3 separate regions of the Sus scrofa genome follow, and regions 1 and 2 are each linked to region 3. Evidence: chromatin contacts called from public Hi-C and HiChIP or PLAC-seq data. All regions are on one chromosome and are shown on one strand. The core of a region is the stretch at or near the end of the contact, and the rest is flanking DNA. Distances in the headings are between cores, read along the strand shown. Region 1 holds the start of CASP2 (caspase-2). Region 2 holds the start of CLCN1 (chloride channel protein 1). Region 3 holds the start of GSTK1 (glutathione S-transferase kappa 1).

Evidence for each region. A called contact is a pair of places that touch in the nucleus more often than the background predicts. HiChIP or PLAC-seq counts read pairs in DNA pulled down with a chosen protein or histone mark.
Region 1: a contact with region 3 is called in a Hi-C map of liver, with 2.6 times the contacts expected there. The contact joins the promoter of CASP2 here to the promoter of GSTK1 in region 3. A contact is called at or near these places in 1 of 5 promoter capture datasets (liver), 14 of 47 Hi-C or Micro-C datasets (alveolar macrophages, blood, fetal heart ventricle and 9 more) and 2 of 2 datasets of contacts at active chromatin or transcription factors (alveolar macrophages and skeletal muscle).
Region 2: an H3K27ac HiChIP or PLAC-seq map of skeletal muscle shows a contact between it and region 3. The contact joins the promoter of CLCN1 here to the promoter of GSTK1 in region 3. A contact is called at or near these places in 1 of 47 Hi-C or Micro-C datasets (blood) and 1 of 2 datasets of contacts at active chromatin or transcription factors (skeletal muscle).

Annotation. Positions count from the first base shown.
Region 1 is chr18:6,964,467-6,968,260 of Sscrofa11.1, forward strand. It overlaps CASP2 (caspase-2), which reads right to left and starts at 1,622. Exons shown (of 11, transcript XM_005657720.3): 1 at 1,405-1,622. The coding sequence starts at 1,478.
Region 2 is chr18:6,940,180-6,944,363 of Sscrofa11.1, forward strand. CLCN1 (chloride channel protein 1) reads right to left here and starts at 1,351. Exons shown (of 21, transcript XM_021078562.1): 1 at 1-1,351. The coding sequence starts at 176.
Region 3 is chr18:6,996,718-7,000,514 of Sscrofa11.1, forward strand. It overlaps GSTK1 (glutathione S-transferase kappa 1), which reads right to left and starts at 2,351. Exons shown (of 8, transcript NM_001315574.1): 1 at 2,135-2,351; 2 at 1,537-1,618; 3 at 1,220-1,348; 4 at 815-915; 5 at 498-533. The coding sequence starts at 2,206. It overlaps LOC106508196 (a long non-coding RNA gene), which reads left to right and starts at 2,449. Exons shown (of 4, transcript XR_001304823.2): 1 at 2,449-2,648.

The DNA.
Region 1 (3,794 bases), core at 372-2,871, 33 kb before region 3:
AGGACATGGGTTCGATCCCTGGCCTCACTCAGTGGTACAGGAGCTGGCATTGTGTACAGGCTGCAGCGGAGGCTTGGATCCCATGTTGCTGTGGCTGTGCACTGGCCTGCAGTTGCAGCTCTGATGTGACCCCAAGCCTAGGAATTTCCATATGCCGTGCGTGTGGCCCTCAAAAGACAAAAAAAAAAAATCACCTTAGAACACACGAAAGCAGTAACAATGAGACAAGTGTGAACTCTGGTTAAAAATAAGTGTTGAAAGGTCAACTGTAAGATGACATCACAACTGGATACTAGGTCTTTCCTCAGGATACAGACAATGCAGGGTAAGTTTCCTCAGTTTTTCCTCCCTAAAGTCCCAGGAGCATTTTCTCCTTACAACTTTCTCCTCCCCCGGTTGCCAGGACACCACTGTCTTCAGTTCCCCTCTCTGCCTTCTAGGTCATTTCCTTCACAGGACCTCTGGCCTGCCCTCACATGCTGCTCTTCCTTTAGGATCCCCCCTCAAAAAGCCTCTCCCTATTCAATCTCATCCATACTCACCATTCACGCACTGACTCTCAGTTCTTAACTCTAAATTCTCAACTTAAACTTCCAATCAGTAACCCAAGAGATTTAATCTGAAGTATTATCCATTCTCCACACACCTTCTCCTTCCTGTATTGCACGTTCTGGGGAGAGTCTCAAATGTGGACGTTCCACAAATAACCACAATTACCTAGAACTTTAGGACTGATCTGGAAAGGGAGGAGGTGGTGCAGAATCACAGGGGAGATTCTTGAGTCTTGATTCTGTGTCCTTCTGCAGGCTCTGCACCCAAAGTCCTCAATCAACTTGGGTCTGAACCAGGAAACATTAAAATATGTTATCCTGGAAAATGTGTGTCATGAAATGATAAAACTAGAGCACTGGCGGAGACACACTTGGAGCCTCGGGCACCTCCCGGTCTCAAAGCACTCAAACTCCAAAAGCTGTGCTGAATGCCCTGCACATCAGGCCATTACAGTCAACACAATACGGGTCATGATATATTCCATCCCAAACAAATGCACATCAGGCAGGATTCCGAGGTCTGCAGGTTTAAGTTTAGTTCCTCATAAAGGAGTTGAAAACCTCATAAGGGGAAAGAAAGAATGACGGAGCTTTAAGAGAAGCCACGATCTGGCAGGAATGGAAAGATCTTACCTTGTTCAGACGCCCGGGTAGAAGAAAAAGAGAGTCAAGGCCAGAAGACCCACCCGCCCGCGCGCCCCCGGGGGCCCTGCCCCGCCTCCCACCCTAGGCAGGAAGAGCGGACGCCGCTTTTCCAGGGGTTTAGATCGGGGGGCGCCAGGGCCACACGCCAGAGGCCCGAGCTCCCGTCCCTGGGTCCAACCAACGACCCCGGGGATCCTCCCTCACTCACCTGCGACCCCGATCAGCGGCCATCAGCCCCTTCTGCTGGAGGGCAGGTCCGGAGGCCGCGCTCGGCGCCGCCATTCCCCGCTTTTCCCGCGCACCGTCCGCGACCCAAACAAACCGCGAGCCTTCGCGTCCTCCGCATCCCTCCCCCGTCCGCCCGCGCGCTAGGCGCCTGCGCACTACTTCTCCTAGCTGCACCCCCGCGCCGGCCGGCGGGGCCGTCGGCGGGGCGCGCGCAGGCGCAGAGCCCTCGAGTTGAAGCGCCGTCCAATGGGGTGAGAGCGCCCTCTTCGGAAGGGGAAGGACGGAGCCGCCCCGCCCAGCGTGGGCACCCCATTGGCCGTGGGTTCCCGCGGAAATCACGCTCCCGCCCCAGCACCGCCCGCCGGGCCACACCCGCCTATTGCAAGAACTCGGTGGACATGGGTGTGGCCGGACTTTTCACTCCATCGAGTTTAATTGCTGGGACCCGGGTAAGGAAGACGTGGAGAGCGCTAGGAGGCGCTGTAGACAGGTCCCCGCGCCCGAAGATGACCGACTGAGTAGGGCGCGCGGGTCAGTGCCGGTGGAGCGGCTCCCAGGGGCTAAAACCTACAGCACAGGTGCAGCACAGGAGTCCAGAAAGACAGATATGCTTTTTGAATCTGGGGAAGCAGGGCAGGGGGCCTGGGGCAAAACCCTGGCGGTTAGAGCGCAAGGGTGAGGCTGAAGCGAGTAGAGTGTTTCATAATAGATGATTCAAAAAAGATCCTTACAGGGAGTTCCCCTTGCGGCTCAGGGGCAACAACCCTACTACTATCCATGAGGATGCGGGTTTAATCCCTGGCCTCGCTCAGTGGGTTAAGGATCCCGTGTTGCTGGGAGCTGTGGTGTAGACCTGCAGCTACAGCTGTAACTCACAACCTGGGAACTTCCATATATCACAGGTGTGGCCCTGAAAAGACAAAATAATAATAATAATAATAATAATAAAAGAGGGCCTTAGATACTCCACCACCCCAGCCAAGAAGCTCATGTTTTACATTTTATTTTATTTAGGGCTGCCAGGAATATAGAAGTTCCCAGGCTTGGAGTTGAATCAGAGCTACAGCTGCCTGTCTACGCCACAGCCACAGCAATGCCAGATCCCAGCCACATCTGTGACCTACACCACAGCTCACAGAAATATGGGATAACCTGGCTTCTGTTGCCTTGTATTGAAAACACATGGGCTTTCATGTTGGGGGGGAGGGTGTATTGCTGGCTGAGAATGCTGAACCCTTACCAGTTGATGTAGGTCCCCACAACTTTGGGTCTTTGGGGAAAGAATTTGGCAAAGAGACTGAGGGTAATGAGGCAAGTAAGTATTTGAAGAGAGATGAGAAAGAAGGTGCAGGGAGCACTGGCAGGCTGGGGGACCCGGATGGGGGTGGAGGGAGAAAAAAGACTGACAGAGCAAGATAGGAAGCGAGAGACACATGCTTTGGAGATCCTTTAAGTCACTTGTAGGGGGACAGTCCTTCCGGGCTTCCTCTGGCCTGTCATCTTGCTTTGTCTGGCTTTTGCCTGACTTGGGGCCCTGCCCTCAGGGTGGATTTTAGCACAAGGGTCTTTGGGAAGTTGACCGGATGTACTGTGGTCTGGTGCCCCTCCTTTCTCTGTCCCTGGGGAACCATTCTGCCAGTGTGTAGTTTCGGAGAAAATGAGAAATAGATGGTCTCTATCTTTTATCCAAGTAGGAGCTTTTATCTTGAAGTTATCTATCCACAGGGAACAGATTACATTTGCTCAACCTGGGACCCTGCTTCAAATCCCCCCTGAGAGATGTGAACCGCAGTACATCTTTATTGGGAAGATGAAGGGCTATGGTCTATCTTCAGTAGCTTCTTCAGGTGGCAGGGGGCTCGCAGACCCTACATAACTGGGGCATAGAACTCTCGCCCTGTCTTGTCAAGGGATCCCAGGGTGACTTTTCGCTGTTATTCAGACAGGATCTGTTTTATGGTGTGGCTGGGTTCCCTACATCACTATTATCCTCTTAGGAAAACTGTTGTAATCTGAAAGAGGCAAATTTAACAGGCAGATTAAAAAGTCGAGGCCAAAGGTCAATAAAAGAATTATTGTAACTGGAGGCTCAAGCAGTGGTAAGAACCAGGTTATGTTTGGTAATATTTGTTATTATAGTTCAGATAGTTAGTGCTTGGATTACACTGTCCAAAGGAATAGAACCACTTGGCATGGATATGTGTGTATATATATCTCTCTTCTTCTGTCAGTCCAGTTTACGGATGTAAATTTTAACAGACCCAGTTAGAAGTAGTTGGTGGAGTGACAACCTGAACATTTATAGACAAAAATAATTTCTCATTTCTTTTTAGCATATAAGTGTGAAACCCAGTTTAGGCCGCACTTCCA
Region 2 (4,184 bases), core at 101-2,600, 58 kb before region 3:
GTGGGGTGGGCACTGGGTCGGGGTCCCGCATCCCTCCGGAGCCTGTGCTGAAGGCCCCCGTTCTCAGAGGGCAGTCCGTAGCTGGTGCAGTGTTCAAAGGGCATGTACTGGTACTGGGGGGCACTGCCCCACCAGCTTTGCTCGCGCCCACGCCGCTGGGACTCAGAGGGCTCCATGCTCCCTCCCCGGCCAGGCCTCGGCCTGCTGGCCCCCGCCCTCCCCGCAGTACAGCTCCTTAGGCCGGTCCTCCTGCCTGTCCCCAAGGCGTCTGGGGCAGCATGCCCACCCCCAGCTATTTATAGCCATCTCGCCGTCACATGACCCCCCCATTGCCACATCTGATCTGCTTGGGGTCGAAGCAGGTGTGAGAGCCGTGCGGGGGAGGGGTGGGGACGAGAACCTGCGGGGCAGCCCCACAGGGAATTCCCTCAGCGGGGCCAGCAGCACTGTCCCCCTCCTTAGTCACCAGGAGGCTTCTAGTCCCAGGCCACCGGTCCCTCTATAAATACCTCCCAGACCAGGATGGGAAACTGGTTCACACGCCCTCTTCAAACCTGTCTGCTCCCCAGACTGCACCTCTGCGTCCCTGGGGAGGTGAGGACTGGGGAGCCAGATGGCATGCCTCTAGGGTCTGGAAATGCGGGGGGCAGAGGGGGAGGGGCTCACCTGGGGGAGCAGCTGGCACCTGTCCGCCACCGGTCCCTGTGGGGTGGCTCCCAGCTCCGTATCTTCCTCCAGTTTACTCATCGGTCGGACCAGCTCCCCAATCCAACCAGTGGTGAGTTTTCTCCTCCAGCGCTGCCTTTTCTGTCTGCCAGAGGCTGCCAGTGATGCTTTGGGGCCATGCCCTTGACCCCAGCTTTATCACCCGCTGGGTGTGGGGCAGAGGGCAATAGCCTTGGCTTCTGGCATTTCTCCCACGTCCCAGACTGATACATGCCCGCCACGCCACAGCCTGGATGTACAGGGAGGGCTGAGCTTCCACTTAGACTGTGGAGCAGCCCTTGGGAGCCTGTCAGCACAGGTTAGATAACAGGGGAGAAGGGGAAGTGGGAACGGGGGACACCAGGGAGGGAAGGGAGTGGGCATTGCTCGTGATGAGTCCGACAACATAAAAGATGACAGGGAAGTACTCTGCTATTCTTCCCGTTTCAGGTCAATAAATAATTTTTGGCCAAGGCCAAGCTACTCCATCTGGCATCGCACTTTTTTAAAACCACTTTTCCTAGGACAGTCTTTTCCCTGTGAACTCTTCACTACAGAAACAACGTTATGGGAGTTCCTGTCATGGCTCAGCGGGAACAAACCCAGCGAGTATCCATGAGGATGTGGGTTCCATCCCTGGCCTTGATCAGTGGGTTAAGGATCTGGCATTGCTGTGAGCTGTGGTGTAGGGTGCAGACTTGGCTCGGGTCTGGCAGCTGCAGCTCTGATTCAACTCCTAGTCCGGGAACTTCCCTAGGCCGTGCTTGTGGCCCCAAAAGACCAAACAAACAAACAAAAGATTACAGAGTGCCAAAGTGCAATTACATTCTTTGGGGAGGGGGCTTTAGAAACAGAGAAGATTTGGAGTTCCCGTCATGGCTCAGTGGTTAACGAATCCGACTAGGAACCACGAGGCTGCGGGTTCGGTCCCTGGCCTCGCTCAGTGGGTTAAGGATCCGGCGTTGCCGTGAGCTGTGGTGTAGGTTGCAGACGCGGCTCAGATCCCGCGTTGCTGTGGCTCTGGTGCAGGCTGGCGGCTACAGCTCTGATTTGACCCCTAGCCTGGGAACCACCATCTGCCGCGGGTAGAGCCCTAGAAATGGCAAAAAGACAACAAAGAAAAAGAAACAGAGAAGATTTTCACCCCTTTGTGGAGTATGGCTCCCCTGAAGGTAACCAGCTTTTGTTGGGGCTTGATAACCCCAAGCAACAATTGTCTAACACGACTACCATGTCTTCACAATTCCTGAGAAAATCAGGTCCAGATGATGGATTCTGAGATTTGAGGGCAGCGCTCATGGGCACTGAGAAAACCCGCACACTCCACCAAGCCACCCCGAAGCACCAGCCGCTATTCTAAAAAGCAGGTTCTGAAATGAGAGGGTCGAGGAATCGTACATCTGCTAGCGCTGAAGGGCAAGGACTGGAGGGCAATAATTCTGAGCATGAAATCAGAACTGGTTCAGATCTCATGAGTGGCGTCCCCGCTGTGGTGCGATGGGAGCAGTGGCATCTCTGCAGCACCAGGACACAGGTTTGATCCCCAGCCTGGCACAGTGGGTGTTGCCCCAGCTGCAGCGTAGGTTGAAACTGCCGCTGGGATCTGATTCCTGGTCTGAGAACTCCTTAGGCCACAGGTCAGCCTTAAAAAAAACAAAAAAAAAAAAGAAGAAAAAAAAAAATCACTGGATAATATGCCATCAGGCTCTCTTTCAGGGGCTTTCCGTCATGGTTTTCCTTCTGCACATCCAGCGTAGCACAAAACCCATGACCACCTACTTTCTGAAACTTTCCCCAGGCAACCGAAATCTCCTATAAACACACTTTCTCTTTGTAGCTGTCCAAATGTAGCAGTCATTTCTCCTCTACTGTGTACTGGGCCTTGCCTTCCAGATTCTTCAAAAATCCTTGGCCCTCTGGGAGTGCCTGTTGTGGCTCAGTGGAAACGAATCCCACTAGTATCCATGAGGATGCGGGTTCGTTCCCTGGCCTTGCTCAGTGGGTTAGGGATCCAGCCTTGCCGTGAGCGGTGGTGTAGGTCACAGATGTGGCTCAGATCCCACATTGCTGTGGCTGTGGTGTAGGCTGGCAGCTGCAGCTCTGATTCGACCCCTAGCCTGGTAACTTCCATATGCTGCAGGTGCAGGCCTAAAAAGCAAAAATAAATAGTAAAATAACATAACATAAAATAAAAATAATAAAAATCCCTGGCCTCTTCCCCATAGCACTGGACAGGGCTCTTTCTCCCTCTTCCGGATTTGTGCACAGGTTATACTTTTTCCCTCTTCTCTGCCCAACAGAAGCTAAGGTGGAATAAAGTCCTGGGTCTTAGGACCAAGCTCAGCTCCTTCTTGGCTTCTTCTCCTAGCTCGGTGGGAAAAAGCGATAGCCCCTGAAGGCGGGGGCAGGAGTGGGGAGAAAGTCTCATGCTAGGAAAAAAATAAACAGAAGCAATACTCTTCGTTGAGAGTGTGCACTGAAGCATCATCTCCCACCCTGGCCTCTCTTTCTTCAGAACGACAGTAACTTAGAGGGTCATGGAGAGAAAAGAATGCACACGAAAGCTAAGCGTGACTGCCCCGAAATAAGCTCCGAATGTCAGCTGTGTCATTAAAGCAAAGCTCATTCTTGGAGATGGGCGACGGCATCCGAACGCGGCCACCCCGCGTCACCACTCTGCATTGCTGTGCTTCATCCTCAGAGGGACTTTTAGGAGAACAGCTGTTTCTCCATTTTTAATTGCTTTGCTTTTTAGGGCTGCACCCGTCGCACATAGAGGTTCCCATGGTAGGGGTCACATCAGAGCTACAGCTGTCGGCCTACATCACAGCCACAGCAACACGGGATCCGAGCCTACACCACGGGATCCGAGCCTACACCACAGCTCACGGCAACGCTGGATCCCAGACACACTGAGCCAGGCCAGGGATTGAACCTGTCTCCTCATGGCTACTATTTCCGCTGTGCCACAGTGGGAACTCCCCATCTCTCCCTTTTTAGAGAAGGGGGACTGAAGTTCAGTGAGGTTAGGTAGCTTAGCCAACGTCTCCAATACCTTAAAAGGCAGAGCCAGCATCTGCAATCTGTTTAATTCTAGAGTGCACGCGCTTAAGGTGACATCTCTTGATTTTTTTGTATAATTGAAGCCTCGGAACCTCATCTTCCTCTTTTGGAAAACAAAACACAACACAACACGGGAGAATGACACCCTCTGGCCTGTGGGAAGACGGTCGCAAGCTCCACGCACAGCACAGGGAGGTGCTCTGGCAGTTGTAGCTGCTGGCAGTGTCTTGGCCTCAGACAGACACCTTCCCCTCTTTGCTCGGATATCCCATTTGCTTCATTTCTTCCTGTTTTCCTCTTCCCTGTGACAGGAAACAGGATGGGGAGGGCAGCAAAGGGCCACCCCCAGCTCAGGGAGTGGGGGGATAATTTTAGAAGAGAATCCCCTGGCAAAGGGAAGCAGAGCTGTGAAATTC
Region 3 (3,797 bases), core at 1,101-3,600:
CTCCAAAAAACTCACTTTTTATACCTCCATCTATGGCTGGCACACATTTAATATTTTGAGCTATTTCCATTTTTCTCATCGAGGCTTCTGAATAATTCTACTTGAGTCTGTTATCTCTTTTTGTCTTTTTAAAGCCTGTTTTTTTTTTAATTTTCTGCTTTCCACTCCAGATATCTTGGTGAGGTTTGTGTTGGAGTCCTGAGGCCAAGACTTGCCAATACTTCATGTCTTCCCATTGGCAGGTGCCAACAATTATTCCCTCTCTGCCACTAAGTTCTTTCATCAAATACATGCTACCCAGGGAGAATTCTGCACTTCCTCTTTCAACCATGAAATATTCTTTCAAGAGTCCTTAGTTCCAATGCTTTGGTGATTTGGCCTCTCAAACATCCTTCCTCCCCAAATAACTATGACCTCGTCCACCCAGTAAGAAAACCTTGTCCTCTCTGCACCCAATGCCAAGTGTACTCAGATTCCCCATGAGAGGGGACACTCACGGCCAGGACGCTCTGGGGCTCTGTGATGTCTTCGTCCTGGGAAGAAGAGGACACTTGGTATGAGGGGGGTGGTGAGTGAGGGGTGTGATGGAGGGCACCAGGTCAGGGAACAAGGCGGAGGGCAGGACCTAGTGGGCACCAGGTCAGGGAACAACAGGGAGGGCAGGACCCAGAGGGCACCAGGTCAGGGAACAACGCGGAGGGCAGGACCCAGAGGGCACCAGGTCAGGGAACAACGCGGAGGGCAGGACCTAGGGGAAGGTCACCAAGTCACACTGGGTATCCTCGCACGTGGGTTCCCAGAGCCCTGCGCTCACCCGTGACCAGACGCGCATCCACAGTTCCCTGGACACTTTCTCCAGCATCTCGGGGTGCTCCAGTTTCACGGTGGTGAGGAAGCGCATGGCTGTCAAACTTCCTGTGGGGCAGAGGCCCTCAGAAGTAGGGCCCTCCTAGCCTGCTTCCCATGGAAGACCAGCTCTTTCCTGCACCTGACACCCTGCAGTGCGCCATTGCCCTCAGCCCCCCACCCAAGTTTCTGGGAACTGATTAGTCCTGTTCTTCCTGTCCTTACGTCCCCACAACCTCGCTCAACTCTTATCCTGAGTTTTCCCAAGGTTTGTTGCACTTAACGTAGCACCTAAGCCTCTTCTTCCCAGCCTTGCGATCTCCAAATCTACTCCTCCCCACTTGATGCCCCATCTATATCCCATGTTTTTCACCTTTTCCAAGGATTGTAGAGAAGAAATCCTTGGGGAAGTGGATGGGAACCTGGAGATGGTGTCCCAGTCGCTTAATGTCCTCTTTCATGTACACAGCTTTGCGGGGAAGCATAGCTGGTGGCTGGTTTCCTGAAAATGGACAGTTAGGCTCACTGGTAAGAGACACCTAAGAGTCCCAGGCCCGGGGGACTCCTTCCCAGGCTTTGGGCAGAGGGCATATTACTGGCTGCTGCCACCAATATGAAACTCCAGTGGTAGCGCCTATGGGTCTCTGAAGTCAGTCTTCCCTCAAATCCTTGGAGAAAACGCCTTCCTACCGCTGTCTTTTAAGATCCCTGCAATTAAGCTTGGGCACAGCTGCAGGTTGACATTCCAGATGTTCTTGTACCGGCACAGGATCTGCAGGAGAGGAGGCGAAGATGGAGAGTGAAAGATGGGCAGTGAAAAAGGCTGAGGGAAGGGAAAGGTTCGTAGTAATGACCAGCCAGAGGCTACACGTGCAGGGAAGGGCTTAGGAGGAGGCCCTAAAGTGCTTGGTTTGAAATGGCAAAACTCTCTACGCCTAGAAATCCATCCCAGGATCTTTGTGGACAGTTTTTATCTGTTCTGCACGCTACCCCGCAAAACTGACATCTGAGGGCTAAGAAGTGGCGGTGCCATGGATTTCTCCTACATTCTCTGGAGCTGTTCCTCTTTCACTGTAGGAAACCCCTACTTTAGAATATAAGGGCTCTCCCTGGAGCCAGCGATCGTATCCTGTTTACCGACACAGTGACCTTCAGCCCTGGCTCTATCAACGTGTCTTAAACGCGCCGGGCAGAGCCAGGAGTTTCACAAGACTGCGGTTCCCGCGCCCCAAGCTCGCCCTTCCCTCTGCTCTCCAAGCCCCGGCTGAAGCGGCTCCCCAGGCGTCACCTCGAAGGCCAGCCAGGAGTAGGGGGACAGCACATCGTAGAAAAGCTCCACGGTCCGCGGGAGAGGCCCCATGCTGCAGCCGGACAACTGAGAAGCAAGCGCGGCCCAGCAAGCCGAGCGTTGATCGTTCCCTTTCTCCTGCGCGCAGCGTCCAGGCCGCGGCTCCAGGCGCAGAGTGAGGACGGGCCCCACCTTCGGCCCCGCCCCGATTCCCGGCCTCCCCGGGGTCAGGCCCCGCCCCGCCCATCCGCCCCGCCCCGCCCATCCTTCCCCGGAGCCCCGCCCCCGGCTCGGGGGACAGCCCCGCCCCGCCTCGCCCGCCCCGCCCTGGCCGCGCAGCCCGCAGCGGGCAGAGTCGGGCTGGCTGTGGGGTGCCCTGGAAAAGCGGAGAGCGCCCGGGAGGCGAGGGTGAGAGGATATCCCCTGCGGAGCGCGCCGGTGTGGTGACCCAAGCACCTCACGGTCACCGCCCTGCCCTGCAGTGGAGTCCGGGGCAAACGGACGTAGTTTAAGGGTGAGTGCTGGCCTCTCACTTAGCTGTGAGCCTCTGGCAAGCCCGTTGACCTCTCTGAACCGCAGTGGCCTCCTCTCTCGTAAACATAGGCATAAAAATAGGGTTTACATAATAATAACACTGCCTTATTCAGGCTTGTGGGGAGTGAAAGGATTACGATTCACCTCAGCTTTTAGTGTTACTTGGCAATTGCAAGACTTTCTGGGACTGGGCAGAGTAAGAAGTGACCCAATGATAATTTTTTTTGTATTTCTCAAGAGTTTAGCACAATGTCTGGAGTATATTTGATAACCAATATATTCTGAACGAAGGAGAGGATACCTTACTGCAGCGGTAATTGGAGGGATAATGAGGAATAGTCTGTTGTCTTCGTACTTGTAAATATGTCATATTGTCTTCTTTTTTTTTTTTTTGGCTTTTCTAGGGCCGCTCCCGGGGCATATGGAGATTCCCGCATATGGAGGTTCCCAGGCTAGGGGTCGAATCAGAGCTGTAGCCGCCGGCCTACATCAGAGCCACAGCAACAGGGGATCTGAGCCACGTCTGCAGCCTACACCACAGCTCACGGGAACACCGGATCCTTAACCCACTGAGCAAGGCCAGGGATCGAACCTGCAACCTCATGGTTCCTAGTCGGATTCCTTAACCACTGCGCCACGGCAGGAACTCCTGTCATATTGTCTTGTACTTGAATTACATTTATTGCAAAGAAACAAGTTTAAAAATTCCATTTAATTTTATTAAATTATTCTTAATATTACTAATTTTATGAATTGGAAAACTTACAAAGATTCCACTCATTTGTATGCATTGAAAAACAACCCTAGGGAGTTCCCGTCATGGCGCAGTGGTTAACTGAATCCAACTAGGAACCATGAGGTTGCGGGTTCGGTCCCTGCCCTTGCTCAGTGGGTTAACGATCCGGCGTTGCCATGAGCTGTGGTGTAGGTCGCAGACGCAGCTCAGATCCCGCGTTGCTGTGGCTCTGGCGTAGGCCGGTGGCTACAGCTCCGATTCAACCCCTGGCCTGGGAACCTCCATATGCCGCGGGAGCGGCCCAAGAAATAGCAACAACAACAACAACAAAAGACAAACAAAACAAAACAAAACAAAAAAAACCCTAAGACCATCAGAATACAAGGATACAGT